Linked DNA regions of Sus scrofa: region 2 is linked to region 1. A link is a contact called in public HiChIP or PLAC-seq data. All regions are on one chromosome and are shown on one strand. The core of a region is the stretch at or near the end of the contact, and the rest is flanking DNA. Distances in the headings are between cores, read along the strand shown. Region 1 holds the start of NR4A2 (nuclear receptor subfamily 4 group A member 2). Region 2 overlaps GPD2 (glycerol-3-phosphate dehydrogenase, mitochondrial).

The links. HiChIP or PLAC-seq counts read pairs in DNA pulled down with a chosen protein or histone mark.
Region 2: an H3K27ac HiChIP or PLAC-seq map of skeletal muscle shows a contact between it and region 1. The contact joins the enhancer-like site here to the promoter of NR4A2 in region 1. A contact is called at or near these places in 4 of 47 Hi-C or Micro-C datasets (embryonic fibroblasts, fetal heart ventricle, heart right ventricle and 1 more) and 2 of 2 datasets of contacts at active chromatin or transcription factors (alveolar macrophages and skeletal muscle).

The regions. Positions count from the first base shown.
Region 1 is chr15:63,488,018-63,494,971 of Sscrofa11.1, reverse strand. It overlaps NR4A2 (nuclear receptor subfamily 4 group A member 2), which reads left to right and starts at 1,669. Exons shown (of 7, transcript NM_001190276.1): 1 at 1,669-1,726; 2 at 2,212-3,077; 3 at 3,855-3,984; 4 at 4,378-4,541; 5 at 5,432-5,634; 6 at 6,029-6,207; 7 at 6,354-6,954. The coding sequence starts at 2,214. The coding sequence ends at 6,610.
Region 2 is chr15:63,700,750-63,707,098 of Sscrofa11.1, reverse strand. It overlaps GPD2 (glycerol-3-phosphate dehydrogenase, mitochondrial), which reads right to left. Exons shown (of 17, transcript XM_021075780.1): 9 at 6,179-6,349. Among named protein-coding and RNA genes, the nearest start is that of GPD2, 110 kb to the right of the region's middle. Within about 2 kb of position 1,683, at least 7 of the 83 cell types and tissues checked have an H3K27ac peak or open chromatin away from gene starts, as enhancers often do. A contact at or near this core is called in skeletal muscle, where this site is marked.

The sequences.
Region 1 (6,954 bases), core at 420-2,919:
CTCTTGGAAGTGGGCGCTAGAAGCGCGGAACGCGAGTGGGGCCGGAGCGCTGGGAGTAGGTGTGCGCAGCTACAGAGGACATTTGTCGGAACTCAGCTTTGCCACTCAGCAGAGGCTTCCAGGCTCCTCATTGGTGGAAGTGGAAGGGAGGCTTGCATAGTTTGGGGAGTTGCGGACTTGCCGCGGAAATGTGCATAAAGTTTGCTCTTAGTGCAGATTTGATTATGGTCTTTGAACACGTAGACTCCAAGTTCTGTGTTTACGGGAGGCCTGGACGCTGCATACAAAGTAACAGGGAGTAAGTTCTTCAGTTTATGTGTTGCTTGGGAACTGTGTCACCGCGGCTGGCCAGCGTGCCCAGGTTTCCTGGGTATTATTGGGTAATGGGGGGGCAGTTGGTAGAGTGACCTGTTACTAAGTTGCTTGAAATTTCTGGTTTTAATCTATGCTGCGCTTGCGTATGGTATGTGAATTTGTCAGAGACAGAGACAGACAGAATATTTAAAGAGTACAGCTCTGAAGCTGCGAAGTTACCAGAGGGTTAATATTCCAGCCAGTCATATCTGTCAAGTGCTATGAGGGTCAAGAGTCTCCTTTCTTTCTACTTTTTCTGATTATCCTCCCTCCCCCATGAAGCAAGATTATGAAGGGATGTGAGCAAGGAGAACAGAAGGATTGGGTGTTTGGCTTTCTTTTTTATTAGTAATAAAATTATCTATGCTCTAGAATGCCTTCTAAGTGGGAACGTCTGAAAATTACTAGAACACAAGAATGCCTTGTTCCAGCAAGACTGTGGAAGGCTGGATAGGGAAGGTGCTCAGCTTGCTATGTGGAGAGGTACTTCTAACACTGGTGCCAATTTTGGATAAGTAGTTATTTCTCTCTCTCTACAACTGACCTAAGATGCTCCTGGAAAAATAGGGCCCCTTCTTTCCATTCCTTGGCAGTTTAAGATGAAAGACCAACTTCCTGGAAAAGTGAGTGCCAATTCACCTGTATCCCCAAACCTAGTACTCTGTCAAAAGCTCTTAGGAAATCCAGATGTTTCCATTCAGATTGCCTTCAGGGCTACCCAGGCCTTGCTAACATTTTGTAACTCCTAGGGGTGGAGGGAGAGATTGTTTTCACATTTTATATTCTTGACTTCTACTTTCTCCCCCCGCCTTAAAAAAGAAGCCAATTTCACCCATGGGGGGGGGGGTTAAGAGAAGGTTCCAATGGTATACTTTAATTAAACCCTAGTTTCTTCTTAGTTCCGAATTAAACTAAAATGGAAATGACACTCCCTTCCCACCCCCCCACCCTAGAAAAAGGGCCAATTTATTTCAACATAAGTATTAAATAAGCACATGGAATTCCTTTCCTCCTTCAGAACTCTCTCTCTCAGAAGGATTTGAGTCAATGGCTGAATTTTTCTGTTGTTTCCAGCCATCTCTTTTGCACATTCATATTAACTGCTAAGTTTGGTAAAGGCTACACACTGATTTCCAATTAAACAGTCAAGAAGGGCTTAGAAGGGCCTGCTTAGTGATACAGATGCCCAGCCAACAGCCAAATCTGTCAGGGAAAGTCACCCTGAGGCTTCCTGTGTCTTTATTTCAGGGAGGAGATCCAACAGGCTGGGCTCTCCACTGCTTTTCTAAAGATCTTGGAAACTTTGTCCTTCATTGAATTACGACACTGTCCACCTTTAATTTTCTCGAAAACGCCTGTAACTCGGCTGAAGGTTAGTGCAATATTATTTTTTCCCCCTTTCCTCCCCCGAGTTCCTTAAACGTCCAGAAACAGGGCAATGCGATCTTTCTCAGCAAACCCTGTAACTTAAGTTTTTTCCCAACCCATCGCCTTCAGGAACAAGTTTCTCATTGTGCAATTCAACTTGATTTCTAGATTGGGCTTGCTGAACTCGAGCTTCAGAGGAAAGGCTCCTTGGAGCAGGGTTGCTCGGAAGAAGGGGTGAAGGGGGAAGCGTTGGAAATATCTGGGAATGGAGACCCTAGTAGTTTTCTAATTCTAGCTTTTGACTGGATCAGCCTTTCCTTGCCCTGTACTGTTTTGCTCCGCAGTCTTCGCGCTCTCTGCCCTTCCTCTCGCGCCCCTACGCGCTCTCCGACCGCCGCGGGCTGCCGGTGTAGCTCCAGGTGTACCCGAGCCCGGGAGAAAGTGTTCAGTTGACCAGGCTGAGTGTATATTACCCTGTTTCATTTCCAGCCATGCCTTGTGTTCAGGCGCAGTATGGGTCCTCGCCTCAAGGAGCCAGCCCCGCTTCTCAGAGCTACAGTTACCACTCTTCGGGAGAATACAGCTCCGATTTCTTAACTCCAGAGTTTGTCAAGTTTAGCATGGACCTCACCAACACTGAAATCACTGCCACCACTTCTCTCCCCAGCTTCAGTACCTTTATGGACAACTACAGCACAGGCTACGACGTCAAGCCACCTTGCTTGTACCAAATGCCCCTGTCCGGACAGCAGTCCTCCATTAAGGTAGAAGACATTCAGATGCACAACTACCAGCAACACAGCCACCTGCCCCCCCAGTCCGAGGAGATGATGCCGCACTCCGGGTCGGTTTACTACAAGCCCTCCTCGCCCCCGACGCCCACCACCCCGGGCTTCCAGGTGCAGCACAGCCCCATGTGGGACGACCCAGGCTCGCTCCACAACTTCCACCAGAACTACGTGGCCACCACGCACATGATCGAGCAGAGGAAAACGCCGGTCTCCCGCCTCTCCCTCTTCTCCTTTAAGCAGTCGCCCCCCGGCACCCCCGTGTCTAGCTGCCAGATGCGCTTCGACGGGCCCCTGCACGTTCCCATGAACCCAGAGCCGGCGGGCAGCCACCACGTGGTGGACGGGCAGACGTTCGCTGTGCCCAACCCCATCCGAAAGCCCGCGTCCATGGGCTTCCCCGGCCTGCAGATCAGCCACGCGTCGCAGCTGCTCGACACGCAGGTGCCCTCGCCACCGTCGCGGGGCTCCCCCTCCAATGAGGGGCTGTGCGCCGTGTGCGGGGACAACGCGGCCTGCCAGCACTACGGCGTGCGCACCTGTGAGGGTTGCAAAGGGTTCTTTAAGGTGAGCCAGAACCGGGACTGAGGAGACAGGTAGGGGCCCCCTAGTGCCCAGAGCCTCAGAGAGTACTCTCCGCCGGGGTGCAGGCGTCTGGCCCCAGCTGATCTCTGACCTTCCGACTCCCGGGGTCCGTGGAGGCTGCCCTGCAGGCGACCCTGGGCTGCTGCGGGGGCTTCTGGGTGCCTGAGAAAGGGGACTGGGAAGACGGGAAGACCCGAGGTCTCATCCCCGGAAAGCAGCCGACCCAGCAGGCCCCCGCCCGAAGTTGCTGTAGCTGAGTTGGAAGAGGGTCATTTGCATGTGCTAGGAGCTGTCTTCTCTGTTCAGATTGAAATTGGTTAGGACAGAGAACCGTGTCTGAGCTAACCAAGTGGAACAGAATTCCCTATGGTCAAATTAAGTGATCTCTTTATTTCGCCATCCTGATTGAATAATCTTATCATTTTAAATAGAGAAGGTCTCTAAGGAATGTAAATAATATGAATGCCCACGGATTTGTATTTACTGAGCGTCTCCTTCTCTTTCTCTTGGCATATAAAACACAGCAAGGAGCGGCAAGGTTAGCTCAAATGTTAACGCTATCAATTTTCTTCTGTTAAATGCCCTGGGGGAGGAAAAAGAAGAGAAAGACAAGGAAAAGGACAAAAATTAAAAAGGAGTTGTGTATGTGTTTGTTTGTGGGGAGTGTGTGTGTGGATCATGGCGGTTCTGTGTCTGGATTCCCTTGATTGTTGGATTTTCAAAATAAATTGTTTCGGCCTCTATTGTCTCCCTTTGCAGCGCACGGTGCAAAAAAACGCGAAATACGTGTGTCTAGCAAATAAAAACTGCCCAGTGGACAAGCGGCGCCGGAATCGTTGTCAGTACTGCCGATTTCAGAAGTGCCTGGCTGTTGGGATGGTCAAAGAAGGTAGGTTGGGCAAGCGGCACCCCCCCCCCCCAGTCTGCTCCCTAGGGCAACTGCTGCTCCTACCCCAACCCCACTTTCCTCTTCCCAGAGCCGAGGCGGGTGAGAGAAACCCCACTCGCTTCTGGCCTCTAAGACCGGGCTGCCTGCTTGCCCATCCTGCCCTAGAGAAAGCCGCCAGGCCCTTCTTGACTTTAACTATACGACCCATTTGGAAGAGGATATAAAACAACCCTGCATTTTTTATGCTTCTCATCAGTAAAGATGTTACAAGCAGTGGGACCCTTTGCCGCCCGGCCGGTGCGCCTGAGGCCGCAGTCTTTCCCCCCGGAGGGATCCAGGAGGCAGCTGGGTACCGTTTGGGGAAGCGGAGCTCACCCGGCTATTCCTTTGCAGTGGTTCGAACGGACAGTTTAAAAGGCCGGAGAGGTCGTTTACCCTCGAAACCGAAGAGCCCACAGGAGCCCTCTCCCCCCTCGCCCCCGGTGAGTCTGATCAGTGCCCTCGTCAGGGCCCATGTCGACTCCAACCCGGCTATGACCAGCCTGGACTATTCCAGGGTAAGAAGCTGGTGGGGCTATCTTGCGGACAAACCAACAGATGGGCAGGACCCCTTCCCCATACCCATCACTAACCCCCAGACCCAAGGGATAAGGGAGGCAGGCAAGACTGTGGCTTCACAGCTCTGGGCAGGGCCTGAGTAAGACAGAATGAGGCTGGGAGTGGAGACCTGAGGACAGGGTGGAGGCAGGAAGAGAGGCCAGGCCACAGTGGTCAAACCTCTGTGAGGCCCCTTCCCAGTACCACCGTGGACATATACATACTCATACCCTAACGCCTCTGATGCCCAAACCGAAGGCTGTGCCAAATGCCCCCACTTGGGGACTACCCCCAATCCTCCATAGAGATGCTTTAATCCCCATCCACTCAGGCGCCATCAGGGTGAGGGATGCCTGCTTGGGGGTCGGGGGAGGGGAAGAGAGGGTATAAGCAATAGCAGTGGGTGGGGGATCAAGTGGTCAGATTCTCTTTTACCCCAGCTGTGAGAAATGTGCGGGCTTTAATTGGAGGAAGTATGTCAAGCAAACCTAGAAGCCACTGCAATTTTATTAAGATTTGCAAAGGGCGTCTCTGCTCAAGACCCACTCTGGGATTGGCATGAATACTAACGTGTCAATTGTTTTGTGGAGATAAGAGTGAATGTTTCCCAGGGCTGGTTGGCACTGTATTTAGTCTGTATGGAAATGGTAATTTACATATTTAAAGCAGCGACCTCATAGCACCATCCCTAATTGAATTAATTGCCCCGGAACATCTAATTTTCTTACTGGTCAGAGAGAGGTTTAATTGTTATAAAAACCTGGCTCCCCTACTAGAAACGAGGTTAGCAATTTCACGGGTTATATATTTTAGAGAACCTCATTAAGTGCTTTTTAAAATGAAATTCCAGTTCCAGGCGAACCCTGACTATCAGATGAGTGGAGATGACACCCAGCATATCCAGCAATTCTATGATCTCCTGACTGGCTCCATGGAGATCATCAGAGGCTGGGCGGAGAAGATCCCGGGCTTTGCGGACCTGCCCAAAGCCGACCAGGACCTGCTTTTCGAATCGGCTTTCTTAGAACTATTTGTGCTGCGATTAGCATACAGGTAATGGGGGGGGGGGCAATCCAGGAGGCTGGGAATGGAGGAAGAGAGGAACAAGAAAGGAAAAGGAAGAGGGAAAAGGAAATAAAAGGGGGGAAAGGGAGAAAAACAGAGTGGGAAATGAAAGAGGGGGAAAGAAAGGAGAGGTGAGTCAATAAAAGGAAGAAAAGAGAAGGAATGTGCCCAGAAACCTTGGATGAATGAAATGGAGGTGGGGTAGGGGGCGTTCTTCATTGTTATGAAATTAAACCCTTTCAAGGTCCACTGGTCTACATTTTATTAACTCTTCGGTAATTAGGTGCCTCTTAAATCCCTCATTTATTGCTCTTCAAGTAATTAGTTGTTTAGCTTTTCTCTCTCTCTTTTCTCCCCTCTCTCTCTTTGGTATTAATTGCAGGTCCAACCCAGTGGAGGGTAAACTCATCTTTTGCAATGGGGTGGTCTTGCACAGGTTGCAATGTGTTCGTGGCTTTGGGGAATGGATTGATTCCATTGTTGAATTCTCCTCCAACTTGCAGAATATGAACATCGACATTTCTGCCTTCTCCTGCATTGCTGCCCTGGCTATGGTCACAGGTCAGTACTACAGGCACAGGGCACTTCTCCAGAACTGCCCAGTGGGATTCATCCCAGTGTTCCCTTACTGCTGACCCTCCCCAGTCCTGCCAGCTAGCTAACCACTTGGTGCATTCCTCTTTTGTTTCTGATTGTGTTTTCTGCAGAGAGACACGGGCTCAAGGAACCCAAGAGAGTGGAAGAGCTGCAAAACAAGATTGTAAATTGTCTCAAAGACCATGTGACTTTCAATAATGGGGGCTTGAACCGCCCCAACTATTTGTCCAAACTGTTGGGGAAGCTCCCAGAACTTCGTACGCTTTGCACACAGGGGCTACAGCGCATTTTCTACCTGAAACTGGAAGACTTGGTACCACCGCCAGCAATAATTGACAAACTTTTCCTGGACACTTTACCTTTCTAAGACCTCCTTCCATGCACTTCAGAGGAACTGGAAAGAAACCCAAAACTGCCCAGACGGGCAAGTCACAGGGCAGAGAGATCCCCCTGAGCTGCTTCAGCTCTAGCCGGCCCCCATCCCTTCCACACCCTCCCAGCCCTTTGATCCCTAAAGAAAAACAAAAACAAAAAAACAAAAACTGTTGCTATTTCTTAACCTGCAGGCAGAACCTGAAAGGGCATTTTGGCTCCGGGGCATCCTGGATTTAGAACACGGACTACACACAATACAGTGGTATAAACTTTTTATTATCAGTTTAAAAATCATTTTATTGTTCAGAAGGAAGATTCCTGATGTATGATGGAAAA
Region 2 (6,349 bases), core at 434-2,933, 210 kb before region 1:
ACATTGCATAAGGCAGCTCTAGAGTAAAACTGCCAAGTAGAAAATCTGACTTGTCCTGGTAGGTCATCAAGTTGGGTTACCTGCACCCTGACCACCTTGCCCACGTCTCTGATGGAGCATCTTTTCAGTGAAATTTGATGGTACTTTCTTTGTTCATAACTATGTAATCTGCTATAATAGTATGCTTCCCTTCCCCAAACACTTGACTGTCATAACATGTTCCATATTTATCATTTGAAAGTAGCCTCCTCTCCTACTAATATCATGAGTCCAAAGAAATGAGAATATTTTTACCAAATTAAGTACTCCTATCCTCAAGTTCCTACCTAGAAATTGGTTCTATCATTCAGGTTGTAGCCACGAGTGGATAATGAACATCACCTACTTTAACTAACTCTCCATGGTATAATATGTGAAGAAAATACCTCAACTTGAGGCCTTTCTGCTTCAGAGCTCAAAGATTCATCTTGATTTTTCTGGTCCTCACACTGTCAGGATAGCCAAACAAGATTCCATTACTGTTGAATCTTCCTCACCATGCTGAAAGTCTTCAGCAATGTTAATTCTAATATTTCTCAATACCTCAAATACTCCATCAAGGAGGGGGTCGTTTATAGTGATCAAAAATATTAAGTGGCATATTAAACTTCTCTGAACTTTTTATATCAAACAAGAGCTGACATTACAAAGTCAAAAGCAGGAGTTCCCGTCACGGCTCAATGGGTTAAGGATCTGCCGTTGCCATGAGCTAAGCTATCGGTGGCAGATGTGGCTCAGATCTGGCATTGCTGTGTCTGTGGTGTGGTCCCCCCAAAATCAAAAGCAATAATAGTTTGGCCTCTGACTTTAGGTTTCTAATGACCATATATTTAAACAAATGGACAATGCAACTGTTGAAGGTGACAACAATTCTCATCACTTAATAGAGAGGCTCACCCAGATAGCATCCAGTTGATTTTTCAAGTGCCAGTTGTCAAAAAAACCATGAGTACCTCCAGAGTGTATTAAAGTTCTTCTTAGTATTTTCAGAAGGATAGTGAAGAAACACAATAGTCCTTCTATCATCATGTTTAAGAATTTATTTTTATTATAACCCTGATAAATAACTCATTCAAGTTTTAGTATATATAATATATAAGGAATAAAATATAAATAGTAAAGTTCAAGATCAATTTTTCACAGATTGTTGAAAAGACTAAATGTGGTATAACTGTTTCAAATTATAATTAATATTTTTTTGTTCTTAAAAACTTGGCAAGGTGAGTGTTGATTTTAAGAGTTAATAGGAAATGCAGCCCACAGGAAGTAACAATTAGGGGCCAAACGTGCGGTTTTGCTTCACATCAGTTATTCAGCCATACGTTTTGGGGTGTTCTTTCTCATGTTTGCCACTTTCAAAAAATCAATAAAAAGCATGTGAAAATATCTAAATGAACACAGGGGAAAACAGTGTCAGAAATCAATACTTCACTACCAGCATGTTTAACCTGTGGAAATGAAGTGTTAATCACAGAAATAAGATACCATATTACATTTATAAACTAATGAAACTAGAAAAAGCAAAGCGCGTGACACTATAATTAAACAGCTGGAAGACATCCAAGCCTGTGTAAGTTGATAACCCTGGTACAATCTCTGGCAGTGAAAAGGCAGGTCTGCAGTGAGTTGATATGGCCAGCTCAGTTGTTAATTGAATAACAGGCAATCTATAAACACTACTAATTGCATATGTGAAAACCTGTGTACAACTAGAGAAGCTGCCTAGAGAAGCACTCCAGAAAAACTACATGGATAAAGCACTCCACAAATCTTCTGTCTCCCTCAATCCCTTTAAGTCACAGCTTAGTTTCGCCACTGCATCCTTCTGATTAACCTCTACACAGCAGACTTAATGATACATTTTCCAAAAGATCATTTTTCTTCCTAACCCAATACACCCTGCACAACTATCAATTACCCATTTCAGAAAAGAACAAACAAGTAATCTAGAAAATTCAGCCTGTGAATGGAAAGCTCTCTAAATCGTGAAAGAAGACATGGTCTTATTCCCAACAGGCAAAATGCTTTTCAGAATTGTTCTGACGCATTTTGCAGAAGTGTGGCAGCTGCTGCGAACAGCATGGAGTGTTAAGATTTGACACTTTTTTTTTTTCTTCTTAAGGATATAGCCATTTGGGGAGGCTCAGAAACTGTTGTCAGAATTTTACTTATTCATCCATTTAATAAATCCTTCTTTAAATGATGATTTCAACCCTTGTGAATACAAAACATTTCAATAGTATTGCTCTAGGATCTACACAAAGTTTTTCTTTTTAAAATCTGTAGAAGACACTACTTGGCCCAAGGGATTAGTTATGAAAAATGAAACCTCCTCTACTTTAACATTCAAATCCAAATAAGGCCAGTTGAGAGCTATCATTCTGAAGGTGTCAAGCAGCTTCCATGAAATGAATTGAGAGACTTAGTCCAATCCCCTAGTGGATATAATATCACATCATGCAATAAACTCAATTATCAGTTGGAACACTGCACAGTGTTTAGAAGCAAAAGTATTTTTAGAGCTCAACTGAAATGTACTCAACATCATCGCTCCAACACAAATGAGCTATGGGCAAAAAAACAGTCATTGAGCCTCAGTATCTTTATCTATAAAATGGGAATTAAAAAATAAACAGAATAAGGTTGTTAGGAGGAATCGAAGAGATAATACAAGCAATATGCTTAGCAGAGTGTCTAGCATAAAAAGTGCTCAGTAAGTTGATTTTAAAAAAATAAAGCATGTATTACATGCTGCAGACAAATGGAAAGATTAAAATATGTATAGCAACAGCACAAAGTCAAAAATCTACCAGTATAGAAGGGAATATCGGGTTTCACTTGGAAAAATGGGAATTTGAGTTTTTCACTTTAGATATAGACACACTTTCACTAATTAGCACTCTACCAAGACTGAGGGTAATTCCTCATCTACTCTGAGGCCTTTGGTCCAATAGTAGTAGGAATGAAATCATAAAGGATCACTGCTGATTGTTTTTAAAAGGATAATCTAAGTTGGAAAAGTATGATAGATGGTGAGCTCAGGGGATAAATGAAGTACATAAAAGAGCTGTCACCTCTGCTTTTACCCTGGATATTTTGCTATCTGAAGAATTCTTAATTTCAAAACTCCCAAGACCACCAGAGGAAAGGACTGAGTTACAGTGTTCAGATATTAATTCTAATCTACTTTTACCAAAACTCAAAATTGACAAAAACTTTTTGTTAGTTTCACCAATTAACCTGACTACTAAAAGGTATGTTAACTGAAAAGACCTCTATAGACCAAGCAGATCCCAACAGGTATTGCTAAGTCTTCCATTTATTAATATGCAGAATAAAAGTGGGAGGTACAGGCTCTATCTCTGTTCCAGCCCAAGGTGCATTTCACTGGAGGAAATCCCCATCCAGGACATGGGCACCACGGCCTTTTGGAACCTAGACCTGCTTCTAGCACATCCAGCCTCTCAGCACGGCATATGAATGGTTGGATTTCTTATTAGTGCATTCGAACTTTAAGAATTTGGAAACTGGAATTTCCACTGTGGCTCAGTGGAAAAGAATCCAACTAGTATCCATGAGGATGAGGGTTCCATCCCCGGCCTCACTCAGTGGGTTAAGGATCCCTTGTTGCCATGAGCTTTGGTGTAGGTTGCAGACTTGGCTTAGATCCCGTGTTGCTGTGGCTGTGGCATAGGCTGGCAGCTGCAGCTCTGATTCAACCCCTAGCCTGGGAACTTCCATATGCTGAAAGCGCAGCCCTAAAAAGCAAAAAAAAAGAGAGAGAGAGAGATTTGGAAATTGTCAACTACAGTTCTCTGCTCTTGAATTAATTTTATTTCCTGCTCTAAAAATCTAAACTCCCTGCCCTTTGGGCCCCAATATAAACCCACTTGTAACAAATATTATACCCAGATAAATGTGAAATGAAGCAAGATTCATTAATAATTCATTAACAATAATACATTAAAATACCATCATACCCAGATGAAGCTCTTCATAGACTGTAAAGGGGGAAAAAAGTATCAAGCTAAAACTGCAATGCATTTTAAGTCTTTAAATATGGATATTAAACAGGGCATGACCATTTCCTAAAAAACTGTGAATGTGTGTGTGAAAGACTATAAATTTATCCACTTTATCCAAAATGAAATTATATCCATTACTTGAAATTGGAAGAAGCTAACTTTATACAATATGGATCGATTTATTAAATAGGAGATTCTCTGAAAACATTTTTAAATCAGTCTGTTTTATTTGTTTCTAAATGTGTGATCACATGATTAAAAAAAATTCTTTAGGGAAAAAGGATGCTAGTGAATCTCATCAAGCTGAAAACTGTGTTTTTGCAGGTCCTCCAAGGAGCCAATATTATAGGAGATACTGATATAAACAGATGAAGACTGTTTTTCAGAAAATCATAAACTGCCTACCTTAATATAGAAAGATTTTCAAATTGCTACCAGCATCAAAAACCCTGAAAGCACTTATTACTAATTTTAAAACAACCATGAGTGGCATACTCGCTATATAACAAGCTTTGAGGACAAATAAAGAATTCTTACCCCTAAGAAGCTCCAGGTGAGAATATATCTTAGACTGTCACCTATAATATAACATTGTGATATACTAGACCAGTGTTCTAGGGGGCTACAAAAGAAAGGTGGTTTCTGAAGTGTAAGTGGTATTCTTGCCAAGATGAGAAGTTGGCAGAAAGGGCATCGAGAACAAAACTTCAACCTAAATAAACAAGGCATGAACGTTTTTGAGTGCAGGAGCTCATTTGAAAATAGGAAGTAATACAATATGATTAGACTACAGAATATTCAGAGGTGGAGTAGTTGAATATAAACTTGCAAAGACAAGTTTTGAAAAGGTTTAGATTCCATATGAGATAGTTTAATTTTTTTTTCCTAAAGGTGAGGATGAGACGTCAAAGGGATATTTTTGCACTTTAGAAAGAATTCTGATGGAAGGACTGGCCCCAGTAGGGACACAGAAACCTGATAAATGGAAGCCAGTCAGGGGGTCAATGCAACTGTTTGAGTGAAAAATGACACAAGTATGGACCAGCGCAATGAAAGTGAGAGAGGATTTCCATGATACTTCAGAGTGTGCAAGGATGGGAGTTGGGCTGGATGTGGAAAGAGAAGGATCAGCAAAGGATGCCCTCCCTTTCCAACCTGGGTGACTAGATGGAAGGAAGGCTATTAACTGAGATAGGAAATAATGTTGAGAAACTTCTGAAACTAGCCTGGATTTAAAAAAAAAAAAAAAAGCAATATACCATATATGTCCATTGGAGACAATGTTATGATATCCATGTTAAAAGAAAGCATGCTTGGAGTTCCTGTTGTGGCCCAGTGGGTTAAGAATTTGACTAATATCCATGAGGATTTGGGTTTGATCCTTGGCCTCTCTCAGTGAGTTAAAGGATCCAGCGTTGCTGTGAGCTATGATGTAGGTCGAAGACACGGCTCAGATCTGGCATTGCTGTGGCTCTGATTTGACCCTTAGCCTGTGGAAGTTCACAGGTGCGGCCCTAAAAAGATTAAAAAAAAAAAAAAAAAAAAAGAAAGAAAAGGAAGAAAGAATAAGAAAAAGAATTAAAACATGCTCAAGTTAGCACTGGGAAAAAAAAGGTAAAATTTGGCTTTTTATATTAAAGCAAGTGTACTTATCTTTCCACATAGTAAATAGCTCACTAAATTTCTTAGAATATATATCTCTATCCTATCCTCTCATTTCTCTGATTAATTATTTCCTAGGGATAGCCTCGATCTATAAATCAGATCTTCCCAAGCTCTAGAAATCAGTGATGCAAACCTTTCATACTCTTCTTCTGGAAGAGCATGGGTGACCAGAACTCATATAATGGCACCCCAATCCTGCCACTAGAAAGGATCAGAAAAGGACTGTGTTTCATGTGGATGGAGAAAGTAGAGGAGAAAAAAGGCAACTTCTCCCTACTGTGTTATAACTTGGCCCTCATAAACCTTCTAGAAGTAGTCAGCATTAAGAGTTAGAGCAGGCTGGGTATGGAGCTGAGTCAGTCTGGAGATATGGCAGCTACCTAGTGAGAGCTGGAATGGCTTGGGAGATACAAAAGAGGGAGGATAAACTTAAAGGAACGCAAACTTACCTTCAACATCACTACTCAAGTAGTTACGCACTTCATTCAAAATGAAGTTGATATCTTCTTCAGAAGGAATTGGATGGTTGGTAACATCAGTTGGAGTGTCAGTAGTGCCAGCTATAGTCATCTTTTGCCAGGGTAAGAAGAAAATAACTCGCCCATCACTGGTCGCTGGGT